2 separate regions of the Mus musculus genome follow, and region 1 is linked to region 2. Evidence: chromatin contacts called from public HiCAR-type data. All regions are on one chromosome and are shown on one strand. Each heading gives the region's core, a stretch centred on a gene start, on an enhancer-like site or on the middle of the called end of the contact. The rest is flanking DNA. Distances are from core to core; before and after follow the strand shown. Region 1 overlaps Slc37a3 (solute carrier family 37 (glycerol-3-phosphate transporter), member 3). Region 2 overlaps Kdm7a (lysine (K)-specific demethylase 7A).

Region 1 (5,869 bases), core at 2,051-4,550, 170 kb after region 2:
GAGAGGGGCTAGGATCAGGCAATGCCATATACCCGCACGGTGACGTGGCTACCTCTGCAAAGTCCTGAGCCCAGTGGCAGGTGCAGGGGCCACGGGGAGTTTTCACACACCACCTCACAAGCCTCATGCACTGTACCACCACACCTTGGATGGGAGCCTAGAACCAGAGTAGGCTGGAGGGAAGGCCAGGCCACGTGCTGGGATGGAAAAACACTACGTGTGTGCCTCTCTCCTATCTCTTTGCAACCCTAGCCAACACAGTCATCTTCTCTGGGCTCTCAGCTGCAAGCCTCAGAACCACAAAGCCTGTGGTGCAGACAAACAGTAAATGGGACAGTGGTTTTCTAAAAACTTATTCTAGGAGTAGAAGTCTTTTGTCTGTGTCTTAAGGTTTCTATTGCTATGATAAAACACCATGACCACAAACAAACTGGTGAGGAAAAGGCTAATTTAGCTTACCCGACCTGATCATAGTCCATCATAAAGCAGGTACCTGGAGGCAGGGACTGGAGCAGAGGCCATAGAGGAGTGCAGCTTACTGGCTTGGTCCCCATGACGTGCTCAGCCTTCTCTCTTTTATAATCCAGGACCGCCTGCCCATGTATACATATATGGACATTCTGACGGGGGCTTTCTCTCAATTAAGATTCTATCTTCCCAAATATGTCTAGGTTTGTGTCAAGTTGCCCAAAAATCATTAGCCCAATGAGGCCAGAAGAGGGCACTGGATTCCCTGAAACTACCCCTGTGTAGATTTTTGCTTCTAAAATGCCATTAGTAACATGTAACTAAAGATAAATGCTAGGTTTAACATTAGCACATGCATACCCAGGTAAGGTCTTTGGACCATCTATGTCTACACTAACACTAGTTCTTCACATTTAATCTGATTTACTTAAGATACGTGCTGAAACGAGTTATCTATCTTGCCAGAAATGCTTCAGGAACTACAGTAAGGAAAGAAAGAAAGATTGGGTGGGAGGTAAGTAAGATAGTATCCGAAAGTTCAAAGGGGCAATGTGGGAAGGCGGATCCAATCTGGAAGTCAGTGTACCAGCTAAACAGCTGCTTGTCCTTGGCCATGGTGCCCACTCTCACCTAATTGAGGAAATGCAGGAAGCATTTCCAGAATTATTGTACCAGAAGATACCATCAGGCAGTAAAGCCAGTGGGCCTGGCAGACAGTGTCTAAGATAAGGGCCCTGAAAGGCCCCAACAGGGTAGGCCCATCACCTGAGGCAGAGAAGACAGGGTAGGGGCGTTCAAGAGGAAGACTGTGAAGGGCTGGGGAGGAGACAGCCCAGAAAAAAACAGGCTCCAAAGAGGTTGCTGAGCACTGCTGTGTCCAAGGCTTCCTGCTGCTAGGTAATCTGAGAGCTGAGGACCGGACACTAGTGTGGAGCCATGCAGCCTGACAATGTAGGCAGCCACTGCAGGAGAACTATTGTGAGCAGTGCAGGGACCATCTGCAAGGTTCAGGAACCATGCATGGCCTGCTCCACCTGGCCTTGGCCCTGGAAGAAGAGGGCCGTACTGTCCCAGGGGCCATAGATACCAAGTATACAAGTAAGATGGATTTGACTCTCAGCGTAAGTAAAGGTGGTGGGAGGCTTACAGCACTGGTTCCACGGGGGTTCTTCAATAAATGCTGCTGGAAAACTCAGAAGGAAACTGAAAACTGAAAGAGCTGGGAGCAAAACGAGTTGTTAGAGGGAAGAATGAATTAGGACAAGAAGGAAGGGATGCGTACAGCCATCACAGCACGATGTGAACTAACAGTCCAATTCTGTATGAGCAAGGAAAGCAATGTCAGCCTGTGGTCTGCACACAGCCATGCACGTACACACATGCGTGTGCGCGCGCACACACACACACGCTCACATAAGCACACATACACACTCTCACATAAACACACATACACACATGCATACATACACACATGCAGATAAATACACACACATGCATATAAACACAAACACATGCACACACACATTCAGACACATACACACATGCATATAAACATACATACACACACACATGTGCAAATACACATGAACCTAGGAGCTGCGGTCACTAAATGTACAAATGAGCATAATATACCCACACAAACCCAAAGATTAAAAAGAAACGTAATGGACCATATAGAGACTGCCACACCCGGGGATCCATCCCATAATCAGCCCCCAAACGCTGACACCATTGCATACACCAGCAAGATTTTGCTGAAAGGACCCTGATATAGCTGTCTCTTGTGAGGCTATGCCGGTGCCTAGCAAACACAGAAGTGGATGCTCACAGTCAGCTATTGGATGGATCACAGGGCCCCCAATGGAGGAGCTAGAGAAAGTACCCAAGGAGCTAAATAGGTCTGCAACCCTATAAGTGGAACAACAATATGAACTAACCAGTACCCCCAGAGCTCATGTCTCTAGCTGCATATGTAGCAGAAGATGGCCTAGTCGGCCATCATTGGGAAAAGAGGCCCCTTGGTCTTGCAAACTTTATATGCCTCAGTACAGGGGAATGCCAGGGCCAAGAAGTGGGAGTGGGTGGGTAGGGGAGTGGAGGGGAAGGGTACAGGGGATTTTTGGGATAGTATTTGAAATGTAAATGAAGAAAATACCTAATTAAAAATAATATCTAGAGTGGTCTTTAAGCAGAGGAAAAAAAAAAACAAAACAAGAACTAAATCAATAAACAAGAACAGACATACCAAAAAAAAAAAAAAAAAAAAAAGAAAGAAAGAAACGTAAATACTCTATAACAATGTTAAGAAGGCTTTTTTTAAAAAAGACCTGCGCTAGAGAGATGGCTCAGTAGTTAAGAGCACTGCCTGCTCTTCCAGAGGTTCTGAGTTCAATTTCCAGCAACCACATGGTGGCTCACAACCACCTGTAATGAGATCTGATGCCCTTTTCTGGTGAAGACAGCAACAGTGTACTTATATATAATAAATACATCTTTTTTAAAAATTTTTTAAAAAGTCCTGGGAAAAGGTATTCACCAGTGTCAAATACAAGAAAAAGATTTTAAAAACCAAACAGTAAGGCCATGGTGGTGCATGCCTTTAATCCCAGCACTCAGGAGGCAGAGGTAGCCAGATCTCTGAGTTCAAGCCTAGCCTGGACTACAGAGTAAGTTCCAAGACAGCCAGGGCTACATAGAGAAACCCTGCCTCAAGTGGAAAAATAAAAAGAAATAAGGGGTGGGGCTCCCAAACTCAAGCTACACAAGCTGTTCCTGTGGGTGGTAAGAGGATATGATGTCCTCTTTGGTAAAAGGAGGCGCATGCTGCTGCTGATGTCACTGATGACTGAGGCAGAGTGGCAGGCGCAGAGCAAGCCAGTCCTGGCAAACATGGTTACCTAGTTCAGCTGCTGAGGGGAAAGTTGCGGGTAGAGCCAGGAAGGCAACAGGAAAGAAAAACAGGATGTTAGTCAGAAAAACTAGTCAGTACAAGTGAAGGTTTTTGCAGCTAGGCGTGGTGGCTCGTATGTGTCACCCCACACTCAAGAGGCAAAGGCAGAAGGGTCATCGTTAATTCCACACCACCCAGGGTTACCAGGAGAGCACCCGTTTAGCAAGCACAGAGGCCCTGGGTACCAGCTGCAGCACCAGGAAGATGACTCGCCACGCTCTGGTCCTTCAACCTAGCTGTCAAGAAGGGGTTTTCTTTCTTTTCCTAAGTTCTGATTTAAGGAATATGTAACTACTATTGTTAAATTCCAGGACAGACACACTTAAGGGCAAAATGTTTCCCATCCAGTCATTCTTTATTTCAGTGTGTGAAAGCCTCCTACGATTTTCCCCCAAATTAATTTTTAATCCATTTTCAAACCAGCCTTTACTGTGGCCTTTTCTGCTATTTTTGATATATGTTAGCACGTGTGCATAGGTGTGTGGGTACATGATCACATGAAGACCAGGGGTCAACACTGGCTATCTTCCTCTATCACACCCCCTCCCCCTTTTAAGTAGTATCCATGTGTGTTTGTGTTTTGCCTAAGTGTACCGTGTGCATGTAGTACCTGTGAAGGTCAGAAGTGGGTGCTGTATCTCTTGACTCTGGAGGTATGCAGATGGTTGTGACTGTCATGTGGGTTCTGGGAACTGAATCTGGGTCCTCTGGGAGAGCAGCTAGTACTCTAAAGCCACAGAGCCACCTCTCCAGCCCGTCACTGTCTTCTGAGACAGGCTCTCTTCCTGAACCTCAGCACTCTAGCTCAGCCAGACCTGTTTCCAATGTCTCCTGAGCACTGGAACTGTGTGCCGCTGCACCCAGATGTGTACACGGGGACTGAGAGTCCAAACTCAGGTATTCATGCTTTCAAAGCAAGCACTTCACCCACCCAGCCAGCTCGCCAGCTCTGACCCTTCCTTCCAGGCAAACATTTAATAAGAAAATGAGGCAAATGCCTAGGCGTTTGTTAAAGCCACTTCCTTCCCAGGTGGGCAGAAGTAGATGGAGAACGTACTCAGATTCAGAGAGAAAAACATCGTTTCATCCTGTTCTGAGTGTTTACAGCTCCATTTCAGGCAGAGCCTGGAGAGCCACGGAGAAGGGGGTAGGTGCTCAAGACTAACCTGGAAAAGGCGGCACGGGCTGATATGAGAACATGAAGATGAACCCACTGAGGAGGACGAACCTCTGAGCCACATGCGACAGAGGCTTCATCTGCAGGCACCACTGAGCAGTCTGCCTCAGAGGGAGAGAGGGGGTGCTCCCTCTAATGGGAATGAGGCCCCCCAGGACCTAGGGCAGGGGAGCAGCTCCACCTGGCAAGGCTGTGGGCTGTCTGCTTCCAGTGACAAGTGCTGGGGAACTCAAGGCACCGCTGTACTTAACTGTGGGGCTGGGCTGGGAGTGCAGGGCATTGGGAGACACACTGGGCATGTGCAGGACCCAGAGTCCACCCCAGCACCACACAGAAAGGGAAAGTGAGAGGCAATGTCAAGCTTAAGCAGGGACTAAGTAACCAAACAACCGCTGGACGTTTATTACAAAAGCGGGGGTTTGTTTCCCCTACCTTCCTATGTTTTGTGTTTTCCCTTTATGTCAGTGACTGAACAGGAAAATGGTCAGAAATCTGTAGTATTCCTGCAAGTTCATCAATACATACCTTGGAGCATAAAGCAAGAGGTGGAAGAATATTTCCTAACCCAACGTGAATTAGGTATCCCTCAAAATTGTACATTTTCCTCCTAGTTTACATAATTTAAAATGTATGTACAGAATGACCTTAAAGTATTGATTCTTATAGAATTCATAGTCTTGAAGACATACACACTACAATCTTCTAAAGGGCAGGCCTCAGGCCCTAACAATCCACTAACATGATTCAATACATACACTTCATACCCCCAGAACAAAGAGCCTTTGTCTTTCCATCTTCTGCTGAGGGAACTTCAGGAACCTGGCTGCGGCTGTGACAGAGACCAATCTTCCAACAATAAGGCTACATAGAACAGCTTCTCAGAGGGTCTTGTCGTTCCCAGACTGTGAACGTGGGTTTGAAAGCTCCATACTGGAATGTCTGAAATATAATAGTCCACAAACAGAAGACTGCTCCTAGGAGTCAGTCAAATGTGAATGAAGTCGGAGGAGAACAAGCCAACAGCCATTCTAGAGAGGACGAGAACTTCCAGAAGCCACAGAGTGACCCAGCCATCGCACAGTGTGATCTTTCCACCTTGGTAAAGGTGTGTTTCGTCCACCGCAGGCCTGTAGCATCATCTGGACTCAGCTCTGCTCTGATGCCTTAATGGTGATCCACTCTCTGCAAATGTGGTATCAGAGCTCCGTACCATAGTCTTCTCATCAATACAACATGATTCTGCCTCCTGATCACTTAGCTCTTGATTAAGGCTG
Region 2 (5,828 bases), core at 640-3,139:
ACAAGAATATTGAAATAATTTTTACCAATTTTTTTATTCAGTAACCTTGTTATATGTATAAATGCATACATACACATATATAAATGCCTTTTTTTATTTTAAAAGAGAGTGACTAAAAATCTCAAGTGTATTAATTTTATATGTGGCCAAAATTTAAGTAAGTTAATGCAAAAGCAAGATACTTCAGTAGCTGACTTAGAGAAATCCAAACTGGCTAACTGTTATTATCACTGGCATGAAATACAGTTTGGAGGTCACTTAACCCATATCATACGAGTGTTTAACAATCAGGTGCCAACAGTCCACGTAAAAGGGTTAGTGATGAAGAATGTGCTGTGAGGAAACAACTAACCATTCCTATTTCCAGGATGAATGCCTATAATGACGGCAAGCACACATACTTGTGTGCACCTAGTTTAAAAAGGCTATTCACACAGGTAACCTCTATTCAAGGCAAACAAAAACGACTTAATTGATGCTTTGAAAAGTGCTTGTTTCAGGGCTAGGATTATATTATAGCTAAGTAGTAGAAGACTTGCCTAATATGCACAAGGTCCTGGGTTGGACCCTTGCAATTAGGTTGAACCATATGGAGTTGCCAGTATTTGACCATTTTGAAATATGAAAATAGCAATTTTACATGGTTCTACCATGGGAATAACTATACGTTATTTTCTTAATAGCACTAAACTGCAAAGTACCTAGGAATAAATCTATCAAGATATGAAAGTGCAAGGTTGAACAACATTGTAAAAGACACTAAGGAAGATACAGACAGCCGCTCCATGATCATTCTTCAAAAAATTTAGTGTTGGGCCAAGTGTGATGCACATCTTTTAATCCCAGCACTTGGTAGACAGAGGCTAGTCAATCTCTCTGTGTTTGAAGCCAGCCTATTCTACACAGTGAGTTCTGTACACAGTGAGACCGTTTAAAAATAAGAAAAACAAAAAACAGGCCAGGCGTGATGGCACACACCTTTAATCCCAGCACTTGGGAGGCAGAGGCAGGCAGATTTCTGAGTTCGAGGCCAGCCTGGTCTACAGAGTGAGTTCCAGGACAGCCAGGGCTACACAGAGAAACCCTGTCTTGAAAAACAAAAAACAAAAAACAAAACAAAAAAAAAAACACCCTGAAGAGCTGCCTACCTCTGCCTCCTAAGTGCTAGGGTTAAAAGCATGCACTACCATGCCTATCCCCCATTCCTCTAATTATTTAGGCAAATATTTAAGAACAAGTGTTAGGTAATAACAAACTACACATTAGAGAGCAAAACACTAAAATGTGTGCAGGCCACTCATCCACTAAATGAAACATTTCCCAGGAAGGGGGTTATTATATACTAAATATTCTAACTTATTGGTTCTCAACCTGTGGATTATAACCCCTTTGGGGTCAAATGACCCTTTAACAGTGTGGTATATCAGATATCCTGCATATCAGATATTTGAATTATGATTTATAACAGTAACAAAATTAGAGTTTTTAAGTAGTAACAAAATAATTTTATGATGGGGGTGAGTCTCTACAACATGAGGAAGTATATTAAAGATTGAGAAACACTGCTCTAAGTGCTAAAAAGATTTTTATCAGGGGAAGGGGAAAAATCCATATTTTAAAAAGGGTTGGGGGAAAATCCATACTTTTAAAAGGGGTTGGGGGGAGCCAGACTAGAGAGATGGCTCAGCAGTTAAAGGAGTGTGTTGCTTTTGCAGAGGACCTCAGTTCAGTTTCCGACACTGTACTCACCCACCCCAAACACACACACACACACACACACACTTAAAGATAAAAACAAAATAATTTTAAAATGGATGGTGACATCTAGGAAAAGGTACCCCTCAAAGACTCTGCAATCATACATTTCATCACAGAACAGAGTGTGCAAATGACTCATTACCTTTCAAGGTTTCCAGCAAACTTTTGGCTACAAACCAGCATATGGCTTCAAAGAAAGGAAATTTGAAAAGATCTGGTGTTTTTAGTCTTTTTTCCATCTCATAACACCTAAATGAATGAAATTTGAAGAACAGTTAATATTAATGTTAGCATTTTAAAAGTTAAATGAAGGTAATCAACTGAAAACAAGCAGGCCATGATAAATATGGACTGTATATTTACTTAACAATATCACTTTTTGACAAGATCAAACTGTGACCTTACTAAATTTGACAGTCTACCTAAGAATTACATGGGGGCCAGGTGGTGGTAGTGGTGTACATCTTTGATCCCAGCAATCAGAAGGCAGAATCAGGCAAATCTCTGGGTTTGAGGCCAGCCTGGTCTACAGAGTAAGTTCAGGATGGCCAGGACTACACAGAGAAACCCTGTCTCGAAAGAAAAGTTACATTGGATATTGTAAAATATCACTTCATTTCCTGGGATTTGTATCCTAATTTTAACACAGAGATTTTATGATAGTTCCACTAGTAAAACAATGTTGAAAATCAGTTAAAAGTCCATGTGTTGGGCAACACTGCAATATCCACCAACATTCTCTTTAGGCTCTATTAAGCATTCAGGATCAATAAATACCATACTTGGCACTAGTCAAAGTATAAAGATAAGGACCATAGTTTTTACAATATTGGTCTTCTGTTATAGATTCTATAGCATTATAGAAGTAGTCATCTCTGCTCCAGAAATAGCTCAGGTACAAAATGACTGAAACTTATGACTAAAACAACCTACCATGGATTAAAAGCCTTGTATGTGTAGGAGCCATCATCTCTTTTGCTAACTTCAACAGCCAAAACATTAAGGGCTGCCATGTACACACATAGTGGCAGGAGTCACCACATTCGGGGAATCCCAATGATCCATGGCTTCCAAAAGGTACTTCCCCTTTTCTGAGCCATCACTCAGTGTCCATTATGAGGTATTGTTACTGTATGTAATGTGGCTAACAGTATACCCTTTCTGAGTACAGTGAAGGGATAAAGCACAAGGTCAGCTCTCATCAAAAGGTGAAATAACTGCCTATATCAAAATATAAAGGTATTTTGACAGCAATCCTGACTTAAGGATTGTTCTATCTCCACAGGTATACCCAAATCTGACTAATTTAATCATTCTCACAATACTAGTTTATAGACAAAGAAAAGTATATTTTATAAAATTTAAAATGTGGGAGCTATCATCATGTTGAACAAGTTATTAATTTTATTTTACATTTGAAAGGATCCTCTAAAATTCCCATTCCTAATTATTCTTCAAGGCCTATCTCCACAGAATCTCAAAATGTATTGTACTTTTTTTTCGAGACAGGGTTTCTCTGTGTAGCCCTGGCTGTCCTGGAACTTACTCTGTAGACCAGGCTGGCCTCGAACTCAGAAATTCATCTGCTTCTGCCTCCCAAAGGCCGGGATTAAAGGCGTGTAGCACCACGCCCGGCGTATTGTACTTTTTTATGACAAGCATAAATGTTCTAATTAGAAACAAAAGATCCTGTGAGTATGGATGATACAGACCTGAGCTGCATGCCAATGTTGAGGTTGTGCAGAAAGTTCCCTCCAAAAGCCATACAGTCCTGAGAAGTGAGCACAGCATGGATCCACCCTGAAACACACCAAGCAGTGATGTTCCAACCTCTGAACTGAACAGATGTTATCTACCTGTGAAGTAAATAACTTGAAAACCAATGTCAATTAACTTCATACCCTGGCAATAGAGAAGCTGGTGATTACTATTACTGATTGACTCATTTACGTACTTATTAAAGGCCAAAAATATGCTAGGTTTTGTGCTAAGTCTAAATTTTTTTCTAATTTAAAAACAATCACCTTTACAATGTAAGATTTTATTCTGAGGCTAGTCAAATCTGATTTGAATTAAGAGAACACATTTTCCATTTGAGGAACTACCAAACTTCTTTGTACTTTATAGCTCAAGTATTGGTAATATTAGTTGGCAGTGTGAATGAATATGCAGGCTATAGACTCACTGGGCCAACGTTTTTGAGAACAGTGTTCTGGCTTGGATGACCTAATAGTTCTAGGGTTCTAGGTGTTTTGATAGCCTTATAAACCCTAGGGCCATTAGGTCATCCAAGCCAGAAGAACACGGCTCTCAAAAATGCTGGCCCAGCTGGGCAGTGGTGGCACATGCCTTTAATCCCAGCATTTGGGAGGCAGAGGCAGCAGGTGGATTACTGAGTTCAAGGCCAGCCTGGCCTACAGAATGAGTTCCAGGACAGTCAAGGCTATACAGAGAAACCCTGTCTCAAAAAAAACCACTGGCCCGGAGAGTCTATACCCTGCATATTTGTCCACACTGCCAACCACCACTATCAATACTTGAGGAATAAAGTACAGAGAAGCTCGGTAGTTCTTCAAAGAATTAAGCACAGGTAAATAATACAACAAAACCATTTTATTTGGTATACACACCAAAGAAATGAAACAAAAACATCTCTATACATAAAAGTTCAAAAAACTAAAGTCACAAAAGTGGAAACAACTCAAATGTTCATCAACTAATGAGTAGAATAAACAAACTATGGTATATCCTGCAAAGGAATAGTTATACCAAAAAAAGATTGTTGTTCTATGGCATGGATGAGCCTAGGAAATATCTCACAGCTGAGCATGATAGCACATGCCTATAACTTCAGCATTCAGGAGAGGCAAGACAGTTTCAGCTACACAGTAAGTTCCAGGCCAGCCTGGGCTATATGAGACCCTCTCTCCAAAAACTAACCAACCAACGGAACAAACAAACCAACAAAAAACAGAACGGAAGAGATAGAAAAGTAGACAGAGGGAAGAGACTAGACACAAAAGGTTTGAAACATATTAATTGTCAAAATAGGCAAACATGCAAAGTATAGTAGTAGTTGCCAGTGGGTCAAGGAAGTAGAGAATGATAGTGTCTGTGAAAAGGTATTCGGTTTCTTTTGAACACAATGAAACCATTCTCCACTTAGATAACGTTGATGGTTGTGTGATCATACTAATCTATTAAAAGTCATTAAATTGAACTATTTAATAGGATGGTGATCAAGTCCTCAAATGAACAAACAGATTCAGAGAAAAGATTCCTAGTCTTTCTTATATAAGGACATAAAAGCCACATTCTGAATATATCAAAGCCAAAGTTGGTTTTAATTTCAAGCTGACTCCATGTGACTCTCTATCTCTGATCTAGACCAGAGGTGGTTCTTTAGTAACAGGGTCCTAAGTAGAAGGTGGCCAGAAGATGAGAGGGTAAATAAGACAGGGGTCTTGCACAACTTCTGTCTTATGCCAAGAAAGCTTATTAAGAAGTACAACATCTTATGCATACTATTTCCAGAGCAGAAACAGGACAGCAACAACTATCATACAATGGAACTAAGTTAGCACTAATCAAATTAGAAACTAATCAAACAATGTTGCAAAAGGGGAACATAGGGTATCTCAAGAGCTTTGCAGACAGAGCACACAGTGGCCTTGGGACTGATAACTCTAGCCCTGTAAGGTAGGAAGAGTCAGGTTCTCAGGATCCAAAGCAGCTCCCACAAAGTCCCAGCCCCAGGCCATTACTGGCTCTGCCATGCAAGCTGGATTTAGACAGGGAACTTTGTTTCTTTTCAATACATGAGGGCCTCAGGACAAAGCTTCCAAGGCTCTAATCCGGGCTATACTGGCTCTGCCAAGCATGTTCCTGGTTCATTTTCCTTGCATCTGGGCTACAGGGATAGCCTTGAATGAGCCCAACCCTCAACAATCAACCATGGGAAGTAGGAGATGAGATTAAAACCTTACCTGTAGGAACAAACAAAGTATGTCCCTGCTTTACCACACATTTGTAGCATTTATCTACTTTATCTCCAAAGAACACCTCACTCT

Evidence for each region. HiCAR-type assays count read pairs that join an accessible place to other places.
Region 1: a HiCAR-type map of Th2 cells shows a contact between it and region 2, with 5 times the contacts expected there. The contact joins two enhancer-like sites. A contact is called at or near these places in 3 of 15 datasets of contacts at CTCF or cohesin (the NIH/3T3 cell line and large pre-B cells), 13 of 484 Hi-C or Micro-C datasets (the HPC-5 cell line, bone marrow-derived macrophages, cerebellar granule neurons and 9 more), 6 of 115 datasets of contacts at active chromatin or transcription factors (CD8 T cells, Th2 cells, bone marrow-derived dendritic cells and 3 more) and 3 of 9 other capture datasets (adipose tissue, liver and pancreatic islet).

Annotation. Positions count from the first base shown.
Region 1 is chr6:39,331,016-39,336,884 of GRCm38.p6, forward strand. Slc37a3 (solute carrier family 37 (glycerol-3-phosphate transporter), member 3) reads right to left here. Exons shown (of 15, transcript NM_028123.3): 15 at 3,755-5,869. Among named protein-coding and RNA genes, the nearest start is that of Gm26008, 34 kb to the left of the region's middle. Within about 2 kb of position 3,301, at least 82 of the 459 cell types and tissues checked have an H3K27ac peak or open chromatin away from gene starts, as enhancers often do. A contact at or near this core is called in Th2 cells, where this site is marked.
Region 2 is chr6:39,163,197-39,169,024 of GRCm38.p6, forward strand. Kdm7a (lysine (K)-specific demethylase 7A) reads right to left here. Exons shown (of 20, transcript NM_001033430.4): 7 at 5,745-5,828; 8 at 3,471-3,558; 9 at 1,901-2,007. Among named protein-coding and RNA genes, the nearest start is that of Kdm7a, 41 kb to the right of the region's middle. Within about 2 kb of position 1,890, at least 5 of the 459 cell types and tissues checked have an H3K27ac peak or open chromatin away from gene starts, as enhancers often do. A contact at or near this core is called in Th2 cells, where this site is marked.